Linked DNA regions of Mus musculus: region 1 is linked to region 2. A link is a contact called in public HiChIP or PLAC-seq data. All regions are on one chromosome and are shown on one strand. The core of a region is the stretch at or near the end of the contact, and the rest is flanking DNA. Distances in the headings are between cores, read along the strand shown.

Evidence for each region. HiChIP or PLAC-seq counts read pairs in DNA pulled down with a chosen protein or histone mark.
Region 1: an H3K27ac HiChIP or PLAC-seq map of embryonic stem cells shows a contact between it and region 2, with 2.5 times the contacts expected there. The contact joins two enhancer-like sites. A contact is called at or near these places in 2 of 115 datasets of contacts at active chromatin or transcription factors (astrocytes and embryonic stem cells).

The regions. Positions count from the first base shown.
Region 1 is chr15:9,092,052-9,095,452 of GRCm38.p6, forward strand. Nadk2 (NAD kinase 2, mitochondrial) reads left to right here. Exons shown (of 13, transcript NM_001040395.4): 6 at 663-799. Among named protein-coding and RNA genes, the nearest start is that of Nadk2, 22 kb to the left of the region's middle. Within about 2 kb of position 2,145, at least 95 of the 459 cell types and tissues checked have an H3K27ac peak or open chromatin away from gene starts, as enhancers often do. A contact at or near this core is called in embryonic stem cells, where this site is marked.
Region 2 is chr15:8,155,426-8,159,055 of GRCm38.p6, forward strand. Nup155 (nucleoporin 155) reads left to right here. Exons shown (of 35, transcript NM_133227.3): 34 at 1,261-1,367; 35 at 2,201-3,630. The coding sequence ends at 2,339. Among named protein-coding and RNA genes, the nearest start is that of Cplane1, 12 kb to the right of the region's middle. Within about 2 kb of position 1,761, at least 4 of the 459 cell types and tissues checked have an H3K27ac peak or open chromatin away from gene starts, as enhancers often do. A contact at or near this core is called in embryonic stem cells, where this site is marked.

The sequences.
Region 1 (3,401 bases), core at 895-3,394, 940 kb after region 2:
GGGGACTTGGATCTCACACACTCACCGTAATGAGGTGCTGTTTGCCTTCTGTGGTAGATTGTGCTGAGCAAACTTGTGCTTTTGTCTAGCTCTTAGGGATTTAGTGGGTTATTATTAAGATTTTAATTCAGATTAGGTGTAGGTTTTATCTAAGCTTAGACATTACCAACAACTGGCAAGAGATGTAAGTATCCACACACATCTTTCAGTAGGGACCTGTGGGCTTTAGGTGTTTGTGCTATAATTTATCCACGGAATAAATATCTTTTGCTTTTCTTTCTTTTCCTTTTCCTTTATCTTTTTCTTTTTCTCTTTTCTTTTTTCCTTTTTCTTTTCCTCTTTCTTCCTTCCTTCTCTTCTCTCTTCTCTCTTCTCTCTTCTCTCTCTCTCTCTCTCTCTCTCTCTCTTTCTTTCTTTGGGTCTCCCTATGTAAGTCTGGCTGTCCTGGAACTAGCTATGTAGACTAGGCTGGCCTCGAACTCACAGAGTTCTGCTTACCTCTGCCTCTCTAGTGCTGGTATTAAAGACATGTGGATGCCACTGTGCTCAATCTAGAATTAGCTTCTCATATACATCTTTCAGTTTGCTGAGGCTATCCTAATGTCTATTCTTTACCTAAGTGTGTTTGATTTTACTATAACCTCCCTTTCCTTCCCTTTCAGGTGGTTGTGGAGGCAGCGGATCAGGTTATATCTGGAAGGGACTGGCATAAACCCCACTCCCGTGGACCTTCACGAACAGCAGCTGAGCTTGAATCAGCACAGCCGAGCCTTTAACATCGAAAGAGCGCACGATGAAAGTAGGTGGCCAGAGCCAGCCTGGAGTGGGCACTGTTTGATTCCTAAGTTTTGAAACAGTAATTTACATGTCATTTGCTTTTAGTGTCACTAATAACTCCTTCACCCCAAGCCTGTGAAACTGAAACCCCACCTATGTCTCTTTAGCCCAGTTATTGGCTGTTAATTTACCAACCAGAAATAATATTTGGGGGCAGGATCACTCAGCATCTAAATGTGGACTCGATTGTCTCTGGGGCAACCTGACTTGGGGGCTCAAAATAAGCATAAGAATACAAGCAGCATTAGGCCAACCTACTATATTTCCCCCTTTTTTGTCCAAATAAGAAGGCTTTCTCTTATAGTAAAACAATACATAGTAGGAACTATTTTGGAACAATTATGAAAATTATTATGACTTACCTTTAAAGGTTCAGTCTGTATCGTGTACCTTAGATGAGGTACTTAACTGTCTATCCTATCGCAGTGAGCTTACAACACTGTACTTAAATCATCTTCTAATTTAACTTGTATTTCCACCCTAAAATCATCTTTTCAAGTCTAGAACGTCTTCACTGCTAAACAACTTAAGTTTAACTATGAGACTATAACTGTCTTCAACCCCGTCAGAGATCTGAGAAGGGATTAAATATTACCTGAGTGTGCAGGAAGAACAAAGACACAAGCTTCCAAAACTACAGACATGACAGAGGTAGCTGACTGCCTAGACAGTCCCCAACATTTGTCACACCGTTGGAGCATCTATCTTACAGTTCAGAGGTTTAGTCCGTGACAGAAAACACGGCAGAGTCCAGGCAGGCATGAGCTGGGCAGGAGCTGAGAGTTCTACATCTTGGTCCATAGGCAGCAGAAGGAGGCTGTATATCCTACTGGGCATACCTTGAACATAGGAGACCTCAAAGCCGGCCCCCACGGTGATGCACTTCCTCCACCAAGGCCACACCTACTTATAGTACCACTCCCAGTGGGCCAAGCATGAGTCAGTGGGGGCCATACCTATTCAAACCAATGCACCCTGTGTCTAAAACAAAACAAAGCAAACTCCTCAAAAACCCGAAATGCAAAAAATACTATATCTAGTGTAATAAACATGTGTGCAGACTTATGTAATGTGCAGGTCAGAGGTCGTGCTGGTGAGGGTGTGGCTCAGTGTATTCAGTATCTAATGAGAGTTCATCTCTACTGCTGTGTGACAAATTACTTCATCCTTTAGCATTTTAGGCGTACATATTTATAACCTCACAGGATGTGAAGGTCATAATCCAGGGACATTTCACCTCTTAGTCCTGGTGTAGAGTTCCTTGGGAGGTAACACTCAGCTGTCAACCACAACAGCAGCGCTTGGAGATGGGACAGCCCAGGAGAAGTCACTTCCTGTTTCTCGCAGATTGTTGTGTCCGGCCAGCGGATCACATGTCTGGGTTCTAGCCTGGAAAGGCATTTTGGAAACCTGGAAGAGAAGAGAGGCTAGGCTAAGATGCAGCTAAGACAGCCATGCTGATCAAAGCTCAATTTTACTATTCCAAACGCAGTTATGAAGCAGGGGAAGGGGGCCCGATTCCTGCCAAATCATCTTGGGGTCCAGTAGCAGGGTGACCACGTGTATGGCTCCGGAACAGCAAAGCGGAGGGCTCCAGCAGTGGGCGTGGCAGAGCGATTGAGCGGCAAGCTCCACCCTGATGTAAACAGTGGAACCTTTAAGGCTGGCTTCAGGCTGGGGGAGGGGAGGCTACAGCAGATGGCTTCAGTTCCAGCCACTCCACAGTGCAGTGTGTGAGCTGAGGGGGAGGGCAGAGACGCACAGCGAGATAGAAGTGCAGTCTTTTCTAACCGAGTCTCAGAAGTGGGTGCACGGCCAGAGTGTCTGTGCTGCACCTGTTGGCCGTGGAACCCACTTCTGCTGTGACGTAATGTAATGGAAGGGCGTGAATCCTGGGTGGCAGGAGTTACTAGAGACGAGCTGCCCACCATAACTGGGATGGACTCAGTAAGTGTTGACTTCGAGGAAGTGTGTGAGAAAGGGACAAGTGAACTTTTGCCATAATGTCTGTCCTGTGAGAGACACTTGACTCTAGTCCTGCTGCTGATGACAGGATAGGGGGAGAGGATGGGCTGGGGGGTGGGGGGTGGAGGGGAGGCATGGGGCTGGTATTTTCAGTTGAAAACTGATAAAGGACAAAAAGTAAAGGGACCTCTTTACAGATGACAAGATCAAGTTTAATCACCCCAGTACTGAGAGTGCTTGCAGGCTTTTCTATTGTCATGACGGAGAACACTTACTTAATGGTATATATAGATTAAATAAAAGATGGGGATTTTTACAGATCTTGAAGGAAGATGTAATGTTTTTCTGATGTTGACATTCTAAAAATATTTTTGAGGTTTCTCCAATTGAAAAAACACTGCTGTCCCCCTCCCCTCCCCTCCCCTCCCCTCCCCTCCCCTCCCCTCCCCTCCCCTTCTTCCCTTCCTTTTTTTTCCTTAAAATTTTTTTCTGTTGAAGGATTAGAACATTTTTCCTTTCCTTCCTCCACACCCTTACTTCTGCCCCTTCCTTGTTATCTTTCAAATTCATGGCTTCATTTTTCATTAATGGTTATTATG
Region 2 (3,630 bases), core at 511-3,010:
AGAAAATCTTTTGTAAGGGATAGGGAGATACTCAGCCAATAACGTGCTTCTCATTCCAAGATTGCTTCCCTGAGCCCTATAAAAACTAAATGCAATGTTGTATGTTTATAATCCCAGCACTGGAAAGGCTGAGATGGTAAAAGGCATCCTGGGGCTTTCTAGCTGTGCATTCAATGAGACACTGTCTCGTGTGTGTGTGTGTGTGTGTGTGTGTGTGTGTGTGTGTGTGTGCGTGTGCGTGTGCGTGTGCGTGCGCGTGCACATGCATGTGTGCAGGTGCAATAGTGTTATCTATCAGTGCTGTTTGTTTTCCTGAGACAGGGTCTTGCCATATATAGTCCATGCTGGCCTTGAACTTGGGATCCTCTACCTAAGCTTCCTAAGTGAACTAGGTGACACAGCATCTGCCTTGTAACCATGTCTTCCAAGGCATCTTTTGCTTGTTCAGTAATAACTCAACTTTCCCTCATAATGAAAATAGTACTTCAACTTACAATGAGTCAGCGTGTTCTAGTCGTAAAGTTCTGTAACTCTTACTCTGTGTTCAGAGTGCATAAATTCAAAGGGAAGTAGGCTACAGCCCATAGAAATAGTAGTTTTTCCTTAATTTTATATTATATTGTCTAATGATAATTCAATTTTTTGTAAAAAAAAAAAAGTTATCAAAATATATTGGGGTTTTTAAAAAATTTTTTTAACTTTTGTTTTTGTTTTCTCAATACAGGGTCTCACTATGTAGCCCTAGCTTAGCCCTAGCTGTCTTAGAACTCACTATATAGACCAGGCTGGCCTCGATCTGCCTGCCTCTGTCTCCCAAGTCCTGGATTGCAGGTGTGCACCGCCAAGCCCACCTCACAAATATGGTGTTCATTTCAAATATTGATCTTAATCTTATATATAATTTAGAAAGTACATTCAATATATCTGGGAGGTTTTTTTGGGTTTTTGAAACAGGGTCTCAGTATGTAGCTTTGGCTGATCTAGAAGCTGAGGTGATCTCAAACTCCCAGAGATCTGCTTGTCTCTGCCTCCAGGGTGTAGGGATTAAGGACATGCACTACCACGTCCAGCTTCTAATGCTTTTTAATAGAAATTTTGAGTGGGCTCGAAAGACTTTAATTAACATAAATAATTAGGATAATACATACATACACATTTGATAAGTTATAAGAAAAACTGTGTATATATGCATACATACATATACATACATGCATACATACATATACATACATGCAGTCATGCTTTTTTTTCTCTTCCTAGGATCCATTCTGGAACAGAGTGAAAAGCCCACTGCACCTTCTGGATTGTATCCATGTACTGTTGACAAGATATGTTGAGAATCCTAGCCTAGTTTTAAATTGTGAGAGGTAACTATAAATTAAATATTATATTGTGAAAAAGTTTTAATTATTGCTACTAAGTACCTGGGAGAAGGGTTGGGAATGGATGTGGAATGCTCCAGACATTACAGAGGAGCATTGGGGAATATCTTAAGTAAATTAGCAATAACTATTTGAGTGATAACCTAATCGTTAGCATTCATGAAAAAAAGTTTCATGAAAGTTTCAACTGTGGGGCTAGATTTTCTAAAGTAAAAGTAATTTCTGAAGTACTGTATGTTCCTTCGTTGTGGTGTTATGACGTAGGACCTCAGGTCTACGTTTGTGGTAAAGCCTCCTCAGGAACCCGAGAGAGTGTAACTCTGTAACCGCAGTCGTCCCTGACTGCCCCTGGCCGGCAGGCTTCCGGTTGACAATGGTGCTTAGGGTAGATGACCTTGCCAAGTCCCCTTTCTGTTTGGAAGCACTTACCGCTTACTGAGTAATCTAACCCTTGCTTTTCATCGGGACTCTGAGAAAGTTAATCGAATCTTGGTCTGAAACGACTCTTTGAAGGAAATGGGTTTCAGTATAGCTGGTTGAGGGCCTGAAGCAAGCCAGGGCTCCGTGATTCTGAACGCTTTCTGCTTTTGCAGAGGTTCTGAGTTCACTTCCCAGCCCCCACATAGCAGCTCAGGGCCATTCATAGCAACAGTTGCAGGGTGTCTGGTGCCCTCTTGTAGCTGTGGGGGGTCCTGGACAGGTGCATGGTGTGCACACACACACATACACACATGCAGGTAAAGCACTCAGACACATAAAAATAAAGGAATAATAATAAACAAAAGTCAATGAGTGACCTGAAGTCTTTCTCCTTACAGGAGAAGGTTTACAAATCTCTGCCTGGATGCCGTCTGTGGATATCTGGTGGAACTTCAGTCAATGAGTTCTTCAGTAGCAGTACAAGCCATCACTGGGAATTTTAAATCGCTCCAAGCAAAGCTGGAACGGCTCCATTGATTACTGTAGTATATTTTCTTGTTTGCATTTTGGTCTGTAAAATAAAAGCTCAGCTGGGTCCAGAAATCAGGTGTTGTATATCTAAGAATTTTGGTAGAACATTTTTTTAATGAATGATAGTTATCTACAAATAGTACATTTGCCAAATGATTTAGTTTTTTTTTTTATGATTAGTATTTTTTTTAATTGATAAGTTGGGCCCAGATATGTAGCTCAGTGGTAAAATGTTTGTATAGTGTGTAAAAAGTTAGTAGTACCACACACAGACACAGCAGTCTATGAACAGCTGGAATAAGACTGTGTATGATTATGACACACAAAGATTTTGAATTTCACTAGTGGTAACAATTTTGACTTTGTATTATTTATCTACAGGTTTATGTAGGATGTTAGTATTAAAACTTATAGGCTATGCCAGGTTTGGTAGCACATGCCTTTAAGTCCAGCACTTGGGGAAGCAGTGGCAGGCGGCTCTTTAGAACTCACTGAGATTTCCAGGCCAGGGGCTACACAGTGAGACCTTATCTTCAAACAAACAAACAAACAAACAAACACCTTATAGGCTGGGTCTGTTCCCTTAGTGCTAGATTCTGTAACAGTCTTAATTAGTCATTTTTAGGTTAATATTTTATCAATTACAGCCCTTTATGTTCTCTCTTCCTCTTTTTTTCTCTCTCCCTCTCACCATAAGTACATACATTAGATTTTATGTATACATTTATATATGTGTGTGCAGGCTATATATGTATGTTGTATGTATATACAGGATTGTTTGAGCATGTGATTGTAACACTTCTATGTACTTAAAATCTTCATGATCACCCAGCTGTAATGGTGCTCCCCTTTAATGGCGGCACTCGGGAGTGTGGGGGAGAGTCAGAGTGGCCAGTCTGGTCTACATACTGAGTTACAATTCAACCACAGCTCTACAGGGACTACTGTTTCCTTAGAACCCTCACTGTCTAACTGTATGCTTCAAGCCAGCAACAGTAGCAGCAAATTAAATTACAAATTAAATTCCTGGCTCTCTGGTCAGATCTACCAAGCCAAAAACTGTGGCATAAATGCCAGTCTCTGTGTCTTAACAACCGTTCCAGTAGATGCAGATTTATGTCTTATTGACTTGTAAATCCTGTTTTATCTAGTTTGTTTTTGTTTTTTAATACTGATGGGTTTTCATGCTAAACAGGTAAATGTGCTCCCACTGAAGTTTAACATGTTAAAAGAACTTACTAAACTAAGTGTTCCAAATTATTATCAAAGACAAAAAAACCTGAGAATTACTAAGGCT